Linked DNA regions of Mus musculus: regions 1 and 3 are each linked to region 2. A link is a contact called in public promoter capture Hi-C data. All regions are on one chromosome and are shown on one strand. Each heading gives the region's core, a stretch centred on a gene start, on an enhancer-like site or on the middle of the called end of the contact. The rest is flanking DNA. Distances are from core to core; before and after follow the strand shown. Region 1 holds the start of Osbpl7 (oxysterol binding protein-like 7). Region 2 holds the start of Fam117a (family with sequence similarity 117, member A). Region 3 holds the start of D030028A08Rik (RIKEN cDNA D030028A08 gene).

Evidence for each region. Promoter capture Hi-C pulls out the DNA fragments that hold promoters and counts their contacts.
Region 1: a contact with region 2 is called in a promoter capture Hi-C map of liver, with 2.9 times the contacts expected there. The contact joins the promoter of Osbpl7 here to the promoter of Fam117a in region 2. A contact is called at or near these places in 3 of 39 promoter capture datasets (hippocampal neurons, liver and pre-B cells).
Region 3: a promoter capture Hi-C map of liver shows a contact between it and region 2, with 2.6 times the contacts expected there. The contact joins the promoter of D030028A08Rik here to the promoter of Fam117a in region 2. A contact is called at or near these places in 2 of 39 promoter capture datasets (hippocampal neurons and liver) and 1 of 115 datasets of contacts at active chromatin or transcription factors (fetal liver).

The regions. Positions count from the first base shown.
Region 1 is chr11:97,049,384-97,052,344 of GRCm38.p6, forward strand. Osbpl7 (oxysterol binding protein-like 7) reads left to right here and starts at 1,437. Exons shown (of 23, transcript NM_001310509.2): 1 at 1,437-1,570; 2 at 2,842-2,961. The coding sequence starts at 2,919.
Region 2 is chr11:95,335,399-95,338,362 of GRCm38.p6, forward strand. Fam117a (family with sequence similarity 117, member A) reads left to right here and starts at 1,620. Exons shown (of 8, transcript NM_172543.4): 1 at 1,620-1,863. The coding sequence starts at 1,668.
Region 3 is chr11:96,942,842-96,945,912 of GRCm38.p6, forward strand. D030028A08Rik (RIKEN cDNA D030028A08 gene) reads left to right here and starts at 1,305. Exons shown (of 6, transcript NR_003293.3): 1 at 1,305-1,373; 2 at 2,004-2,252. Pnpo (pyridoxine 5'-phosphate oxidase) reads right to left here and starts at 1,178. Exons shown (of 7, transcript NM_134021.2): 1 at 890-1,178. The coding sequence starts at 1,027.

The sequences.
Region 1 (2,961 bases), core at 187-2,686, 1.7 Mb after region 2:
CTCCTGATCTTACAAAGTTATTGTCTGGGTTATTTCAAGTCCTCTCCAAATTCTCACTTTTCTTCCTTAAAAGCCATCTTCCCTAGTTGCCTGTCCTTCCAAATACTACATCTCACGTGCTTTTCCTTACGAAGGCTGGGGGAACTAGAGTTCTCATGTAATAGGAGCCCTGGGGGCTATGGCAGGAGGCCCTCCCTGAGTCTTGGGAAGTGGCACCTCCCGCCTGTGGCCTGCCACTGTTCTTGATCCTGAGTGGATCAGGGTGAATGTGGAGTGACTCCTTAGCATTCCTTCCCAGACTTGGAGCAGTGCCGCAGCGTCTTTAGTCCTGGACAGTTGGAAGATCTGCAGCAGCTATCCTCTGGCCTGGGCCAGGACCAGCTTCCCACAGTCCCCACCTCTGCAGATGCCCAGGGATACTCAATCATTTAAAAGGCCCTTGAGGCTCTGGATGTCAGAGTAGCTCCTCCTGGTGCCACTTTGCCTCCAGAGGCCTGCCTGGTGCTGCCCACTGCACCCCTCCCTCTTGGGAGGCTAAATCCATGCTGAGGTTTTGAAGGGAGCCCAGACAGCAGGTACTGCTGTGGTGTGTAAGACTTTGATGTCTAGAAAGGTGGAGCAGACGATTGGCCCACATCATCTCTGCAGCCACACAAGAGCCTTCCATCATACCAGAGCCTGCTGGTGCTACCATTTCTCAGGCACCAAACCTGTTAGTCCGTGCTCATCCATTTGGGAATTGTAGGTCTTTCTCATAATGTAATTCTTGATTATTTCAGCAACTGAACACAGTGGGGTAAAGGTGTTTGAGGGTCAGGGGAGGGGCCCCAGCTAGTCTTTGTTTTATAACTGCCAGCCCATGACTGCATAGCTGCTCCCACCTCTCTGCATCTCTGCTCCTAGAGACTTGCTGCACCCATACTTCCTGATTGCCACGGACTGACCTGGTAGGGCATTGCTCTCAATGAGGAGCCTCGGTGGGGCTTCAGCTGTCCCTCTTGCCTGCTGACTGTGCTCCTGGCACAGATTGTCATGTCCCAGAGTATGTGGGGGTGGGGTGGGACGGTGTCTCTGTCCCTTCCCAGTCAACCTGATATCTTTGCTGGTCCAAAATATGCCATCTATTTCAGGTGTAATTGAGAGGCAGGGTGAATAAGGAAATGGCCTTGAGTGTTCACTGGGGTCAAGGCCATGTTAGTCTGAATAAAATCCTTTACCTTCGATGGCTTGAAGCCAGCAGTTGTTCAGTCCTCTGAAGCATGTGGAACTATGCCCAGTGGGGATTGTGCCCCTCATTTCCAAGTCATTTGGTACCACTCCGTCCTTAGTCCTCCCGAGAGCAGGGGGGCAGAGCTGAGCGGCAGCCCGGAGCTTGGCGGGAGGAGGCAACGGAGGAGGGGCAGGTGGGGAGATCCGGCTGGAGGGGAGGCTCCGACGTCTCCTTCCTTCCTGGTTCCTGCAGTAGCTGCTGCAACTGCTCAGTTCTGTGAAGAGCTAGCCGGTGACTCGGAGACAGTCTCAGGCACAGCAGCGTACGGATCAAGAGGCTCTGGCGTCCATGGATCCTGGGGTAAGGGGGCCTTGCTGTCACGGCCTGACATTCCTGGGAAGGCTTCCTCTCCTCTGGAGCTGGTGGGTCTACTCCTCTGGTAAAGGCGCTGAGAATGGGGGTGGTTAAGGGGGGCACTCACCTGTCTCACTCCACCTCTCCTTCCTACCGGTAGATACTTCCCACCTCTGCGGGGGGGCCAGCAGCAAATGGCCAGGGTTCTAGCGGCCAGGACAAGGGCATAGAAATACCCCAGCACCGGAAGAGTTTTGAAACTTTAAATGGCTGAATGCAGGAGTTTCCCCTTGGGCCAGCCTCTTGTAGCCTGGTCCCTTATGCTGTGACCTCCTGGCCACACTCACACTGTCCCTTCCCTGCCCCTTCTGGGCCTCAACTCCTCAGGTGCTTGCTAGCTGCATGAAGCTCTGAGCTGCTTCCCCAGACACAGGGCAACATCACTCCTCCAGTCCCTTCCCCTTCATACACACACACACACACACACACACACACAGCGCTCATGCATTATTGATCTCCTGGCGGAGCCAGGATGGCCAGAGCCGGTGCCAAGGACGCCTGTGGGCACTGCCTCGGGACCTGGGTGGACCACGACATGTTCTTGGCCACCTCTTCTCCCACCCACAGTGTCATAGCCGGTCAGTGCCCTGCTCCTTCTGGGTGGGAGGTTTCTCAGGAACACAGAGGACTAACATGGTAGCAAGGGGCTGGTAAGGCTTTGCAGGGAAGAGAGTCCAAGGTGGGTATTCTCGGCGTGTCTGGGTGTCTGGTGAGAGGAGGCATGGGAAGATGGGACTGTCTCAGGCCTCAGTTTCCCCATGCAGAAAATGGGAGTGAGAACTGACAGCTATAGGGGGCCAGTTAGTAGAAGTTTGAGAACAGTTGTGCCAGAGGGGTGGCAAAGCCACAGATGTAGGCAGAGATACTGGATGGGGAGGCAGCTGAGCTAAGGAGATCTTGCTCACCAAGTCTCTGAGCCCCCCCTCCCCCCTATTTTCTTGGACTCTCTTCTTCCTTCATTCCCCAGCCTCACAAACACAGAGTGTTTCCTGGATTCCTGGGTGCATGTCCGGGACAGAGGCACACATTGGGTGCAGTGGCCACAGTGGGGGTTGGGTTGGGCGTAGCTGCCCAGGCCCAGGGGTGGTCAGGGAACTGGGGGTGTGGGGATGTCATGTGAGTGGAGGATGTGTGTCTCGGTGTGGGAGGGACCAGCGGTGGGACGGTGGGACACATGGCAGTATGGTAGTACTCGTGGGTCTCTCTCTTGCTTCAAGGGTTCCCCCAGGACAAGGTGACATTCTCCCCAACCCACCCGGCCCTGCCGTCCTCATCGGGGAGCAACTTCTTCCTCATGGACTTCCAGGAAAGAGACACGCCCTCTTTGGCTGAGAGTA
Region 2 (2,964 bases), core at 370-2,869:
CCATCAGATGTACTTTTTAAAGCTGAGCTAGCCTGAGAATGGCTGAGTTTTAATTCCAACCACCAGGTCTTATTCATCCCTATCAGGCATTTAGTAAGACTGTCGTCCTCATGGAAAAAAAAGAGTACTATTTTCTTCCATCACAAACAATCTATATGTCAGAGCTTGAAGCAAATCGTTCAAACATGAAAGTAGTGTCTTTGCAGAGAAAAATCTTTTCACAGTATGTTCCTTTGCCTCCATGTTCTGTGTTCTGGTCTGATTTTAATATTCAGCCAACTGTTGCATTCCCACTCTGAGCGTTATCTGCTTTCAGTATTGGATCCCAAGGTACTCTCGCAGCACGCACACCCAGTTTACTCCCTTTCCTCTGATTAGTAAGTGTGGCTTCAAGGGAATACCTTTAAAAAAAATACTAAACTCGGTAGAGACTGAAATAGAAAGACAAATCGGTAGCAAGGTCAAAATTAGAATTCATAACTAAATATAAATCTAGAGGGAATTATCCAATTACTTGGATGGTCCCTTCTCACAGACAGTCCAGCGTTAATTGGCTCTGTTTCTTTTCCATATATAGAACAAAGTAGCAAGAGTAATGGATTTTTTTTTTTTGAGATGCATTGTTTTAATAGTATCTTAAATACTGCTTTTTCTTTTTTCCGAAAATGTGTTCACATATACATAGCATATAATTTTCACAGCTTGCCAGTATTCTCTTTGGGGACCATCTGGTCTTTGACTTGTAGGTCAGAGAGCAACTGAGCTGGAAAGACAAAGATTTCCTAGTGGAGTCACTATCAAACTTGATCAGATTTATCATTTACTTTGTTTTGCTAGGTACACTTACAATGGATGGTTCTGAAGGGAAATTCCCAGCTCCCTTTTAAAGGCTCAAGTTAATTTACAGACTAACAGCTGTTTTTATTGAGATTGGACCAGCTTCAGGAAGGGACTTGGAAACGTAGAAGACAAATGAGTGTCATGTGAGGCGAGGTAGCCATTAAATGTACGAATTTAATGCAAAGCTCATGCAAATGATAGGCAAACCTTCTATAAATTTATCGAATCTCAGTTTGGAGTTTGTCAGCTGCAGTGAAATCTCATGAGAATTGAAAACTAATGTTTTTTAGTTAAACTAAATGTAATGGCTTTTGAAGTTAGGCATTCTCAGTCCCATTGAAACTGCTTAGAGTTTGACACTACCACCTTTAAAGATTTCAGTAGTGTTTGATTCCAGTCCACATCCAGCCCCGCCCCCTGCACAGCCTGACATCACATGGCATATATTTGCATACTACCTGGGACTGGGTGTGACGATCCTCCCCTTTGAACCTTCTCATTGGCAGTGCTGAAGAACCAGCCCTCTACTGGAAGGTCCAATCGGCAGCCTTAAGGACATTAAAAAAAAAAAAAAAAAAGAAAAGAAGAAAATCAGGAGGGTGGGGGTCTTGACTTGATGGCTGAGCACATGGACCAATCATCCTCGGAAACAGAAGAGCCCCGCCATGGATTGGTTGAGGGGGAGGTCCTGGGACTCTGTAGGCCAATTAGAACTCTGGGCCGAGGGGGCCGGTCCGCGCCCGTAGGGCAGATAAGTAGCGGCCGCGGGGGTTGGGGGCAGTGTGGGGCTCGCCGTGGGGGTGAGGCGGCAGGTAGCCGGGTGGGCCATGTCCGGGGCCGCAGCGGGCGGCCGAGGCGGAGGTTCCTGGGGGCCGGGGCGCGGAGGGGCGGGGGGTCTCCGGCGGGGCTGCTCTCCACCGGCGCCCGCTGGCTCCCCCCGGGTCGGTCTGCAGCCACTCAGGGCTACGGTCCCCTTCCAGCTGCAGCAGCCTCACCAGCGCCGGGACGGGGGTGGCCGCGCAGGTGAGCCGGGTCCGGAGCGGGTGCTGGGGCGACGGGCTGGAGAGTACTAGAAGTAGATGGGAGGTGAGAGAAGAGAAAAAGGGGCGCTCAGAGTTCGCGAGGGCGGAGGGAGCGAAGGCGAGCAGCTGCGAACCTGCGGTGCAACTCCGGGACGGGGTGCCGGGTGCATGGGCCGGGGACCAGAGGGGAGGGACCTGGCAGATGGAAGCTAGCTTTGGGGGGGCGTAACCGAAAAGTGGTCCGAAGTGTCCGCCCGGGCGGTGTGAGAAGTGCTAGAGTGCGTGCAAGGAGTGTTGTGGGCGTCCGGAGTCGAGGGCTTCACTGGGAGCCAGAACCGGTGGGCGCTGGACGCCTGCTCAGTGAGGGGGAGGGGCATGGAAGAGAGCCGGGTGGAGCCATGTGTTACTTCTCCTGCTTGAGTTTGGCCCCAGCGTCTCTCTCTATGGCTCTCGAGTTCCTTTCTTCACCACTTCACGTGCGCTTTCACATTATGCTTCTTCCAGGAGATGATTTGAACTCAGCCCGTTGGAATAAGTTAGTTTAACGGCTTTTACTTCGGTGCAAACATACCTCTGTTACCGATTTTCTACATTCCTCTCGGGGTAGCCCCGAAGTTGAATGTTCCCATATCTCTGACTTGCTTAACATGGCTGTCTCTTTCCAGTTATTCTGTGCGTGTGTGCTTATGTACAGGAGTTGGGCAGTTTGCATCCTACTTCTTGCCTCCTCCGAAGGTGTTTTGCCCTGAGCATTCCCAGCCAACGTGGCAGTGGAGTGCTTACAATCAAGTATGCTGTGTTAAATACCCCACTTTCTGAACAGCGCCGAAGCAGTTTCTTAATAGCAGCTTGATGTGGTGGGTGTGGGGAAACTAGGGTGGAGCAAATTTAACCTTGCTTTCACACTTAAGGCTGTGATGGGACCCACAATTGCAGGCCCTTTGGAACGGAAAGGGAACCTACTTGCATGAGGAGGTTGGCAGTAAGTTAAAAGTGAAGTTTGCGTTTGATTCACACCAGATGTGAAAGGATCATTGCACACTTCCTAAGTCTAAGTTTGTACCAAATGTACAGAAGCTATGGTCCCTGCCATCCTACTGTG
Region 3 (3,071 bases), core at 55-2,554, 1.6 Mb after region 2:
TTTCACAAGAGCCTACATCTCAGTCAAGCACTCCTGCAGATGTTCACGGATAAGCACACTTGGCCACTGTAGCTCTGGATCCCAATCCCAGAACTGATCTCTTGGTCCCTGACCTGAGTGGGGAGAAGATCATGATGAGGGAGGTTAAAACGAAGAGCTTCCAGGTTAGCCTTGAACTCACTGTGTAGCCGGACCCTGAACTCTGGATCCACTGTGCCTAGTTCATTTGGTGCCAAAGGTGGAACCCAGAACCCTCATACACACCAGGCAAGACTCCACAACACTCAGCTACAAGCCCAGCTTCCGCTCCTTTATAAATTTATATCACGTTTATGACTGTTTTAAGCATTTTACAAATGCCTAAATATAGACTGGTAAAGACATCTACCACGAAACCTGACAACCTGAGTTCATTCCTGGTGACCTACGACATGGTGGGAAAAAAAAAAAAACAAAAACAAAAACCAAAAAACTCCTGAAAGTTGTCGCCTGTCATACATGTATAAACACATGTACACTCTAAATGTATAAAAATGTAAAAAATGAGAAAACCCCCAAACCCACAGCATCCTTGTGAAGTAGGTATCACCACTTTACAGGTGGATAAACTGAGGCCCAAAGAGCATAAATTGTCCACAGCGAGACAGTCAGAAAAGGGCTGGGTTCCAACACAGGTGGGTTCTGATGTCAAGGGGTCTATGAGTACACGTTAATCCACGGTTCCCCTGAGGCCCTCCCCAGTAGCTGTCTCTGAAACCCTCTTCTCCCATCAGGGTGACCCCTAAATCCCGTTGCCTTGTAAGTGGCCCCTGAAAGCACAAGGCGCTCCTCCAACCCTTTGCTAATTTAGGGACACCCCCTTTCCGTGTCCCGGCGGCAGCGGCAGCACCTCTCGATCCCCGCGGTAACTCTTGCGCATTGGTCCCAGGTCCATGACTGCACCCCGACAGCACAGGTGACGGAGGTAGCCCGTCCACTTCGCAGGTCTCCTGAACGTCACAGTGACGCTCAGCAGCCCGCACGTCATGTAAGCAGTCGGCCACGTGACCCAGCGTCGCCTGGCCCTGGGTTCGGAACCAATTGCTCAGCCTGTGTGTCTAGCCTGGGAAGGAAGAATTTACTAGAGCCCCAGACAAGCTAGTAAGTCCTAAGTTCTCGGAACCAAGGTGCCTAGGATCAACCAATAGCTGTCCAGGACCAGAGCAGGGATCCATACCTGGAGAGCTTATTGGTTTGAGTTACCTGGAGCGAGACCAATTAGAGCGGGAATGAAGGAACCCAGCAGCCAATGGGCAGCGCCTCCAGGGGCGGGAGCAGAGAGACAAGGAAATGCTGTCACCGCCGTTTAAGAAGCACGTGGAGGTTTGTTAAAGGTATAGGGACAGCAGCCAAGGCGAGGGCGGGGCGAAGTCTCGGGGCTGGAGAGGAGAGGTCCGCAGTAAGTGGCCGGCCAGTGGCGGGCTACTGAAGAAGAACGTAGGGCAGGGATCCCCTCCTGGCGCAGCGGAGGTTGGAAGACTGGGCAAGAAAACATGGTTTGGGGGCCGGACTCGGAAGCAAAGGTGTTAGGGACACAGGGAGAGACTGAGGGAGAAGATTGTGGCTTGAGAGTAAGGAGAGACTGAAACTGCCTTGTAAACCGCAGGGCAGGTGCTGAGGGTCGTGGTGGTGGGCTGATACTCTGGGGACTGGGGAAGCACTCTGGGGTCAGGAAGGAGACTCTGAGGCGAGAAGGGAGTCAGCTGAATAGAAAGAAGACAGAAATTGGAATCAGGCTACCCCAGAGCAGAATGGTCTTCCCTTCTAACTTGTAACCCTTTCCTAAGGGTTGGGCTGGGCTCAGGGCATCCTATACCCAATGCAGTGGAGTTACTACTAGCCACTGCTCTAACAGATGGAAGGGCTGTCCCTTTCCTAAACCTCTTTCAACTTGGTTATTTCCTCCTTTTCATATTTCTTCTTGTTGTTGTTGCTGTTTTTATTTCTTTGTTGTTCCTTTCTAGGTAGTGGGAGGCATAGTTTTTGGCAATAGCCAGCCAAGGATACAGGGAACAGGTGCGGCGCCTGCACGCTGACTTCACGTGGTGGATGTCTGGCTGAGAGAGAAGTAGGAAATCCTCACAACGCTTCTTCCAGCTTTGATCTGCCTGGGGCAGCCCGTGGTGGAAGATGACTCTGTAGCCCTGGTGTCTACCAGTATCCGGAGTGGGAGCCCCAAGAGCCATGTAGACAGGCACCCAGCACTGTGCCAGGTAAGAGACCTTCTTGGCCTGCCTTGGTGTCTGCAGTGGGAACTCATTATCCTCTGTCTACAGCTTGAGCCAGCGCAATCTGCTGCACAGAAGCAAGAGGAAGGAAGCTTGCTGAGAAAAGTGGTGCATGCCTGCCGGTTGTCTCAGCACTTAGACTAAGGCCAGCCTTGGCTACATAGTAAACGTGAGGCTAGCCTAGAATTTTTGGTGCATTGTCGTTTTCTCCCATGAGCAGGATGGGGAGAGTCGTCTGGCTCTTGCAGTGGACTGTAGTAGTTAGTCATCAGCATCCCTTATAAGGTCCACTCTCTTTTTCTATTCCCGGGGCTGCTCTTTCTTTGGAGCAAGAGCTTCCTAGGTACTGAGACTTCCAAGACAGGATCATGAGCTGGGTGTGGCGCCACACAGCTGGGACTCCAGCCCTTGGGAGGCAGAGGGAAAGGATCATGGGATTAATACCAGCTGCACAGCCTTAAAAAGGAAAAACAAACAAACAAACAAAAAAACGAAAAACCAACCAACCAACCAAAACAAAACAAAACAAAAAAACCTCCAAAACCAAAAAACAAAACCACACAACAACCATGAGATGTGTATTTATATAGCCTATCCATTCAATAAACATTTACCAGAGACTGCCTTTAGGCTAGGCATTGAGCCAGGTCTTACAGTACCAAAGTGAAGGCCATAGCATGATTCCTGGCCACACTGGCAGGTCTGTGAGCCAGAGAGAGTCGCAGGTGGTTAGCATGGTCCTGTTAGGCAAAGGAAAACTGAACCGAAGGGGGCCAATCAGTGCAGAAAGGCTTCCTTGTGGGA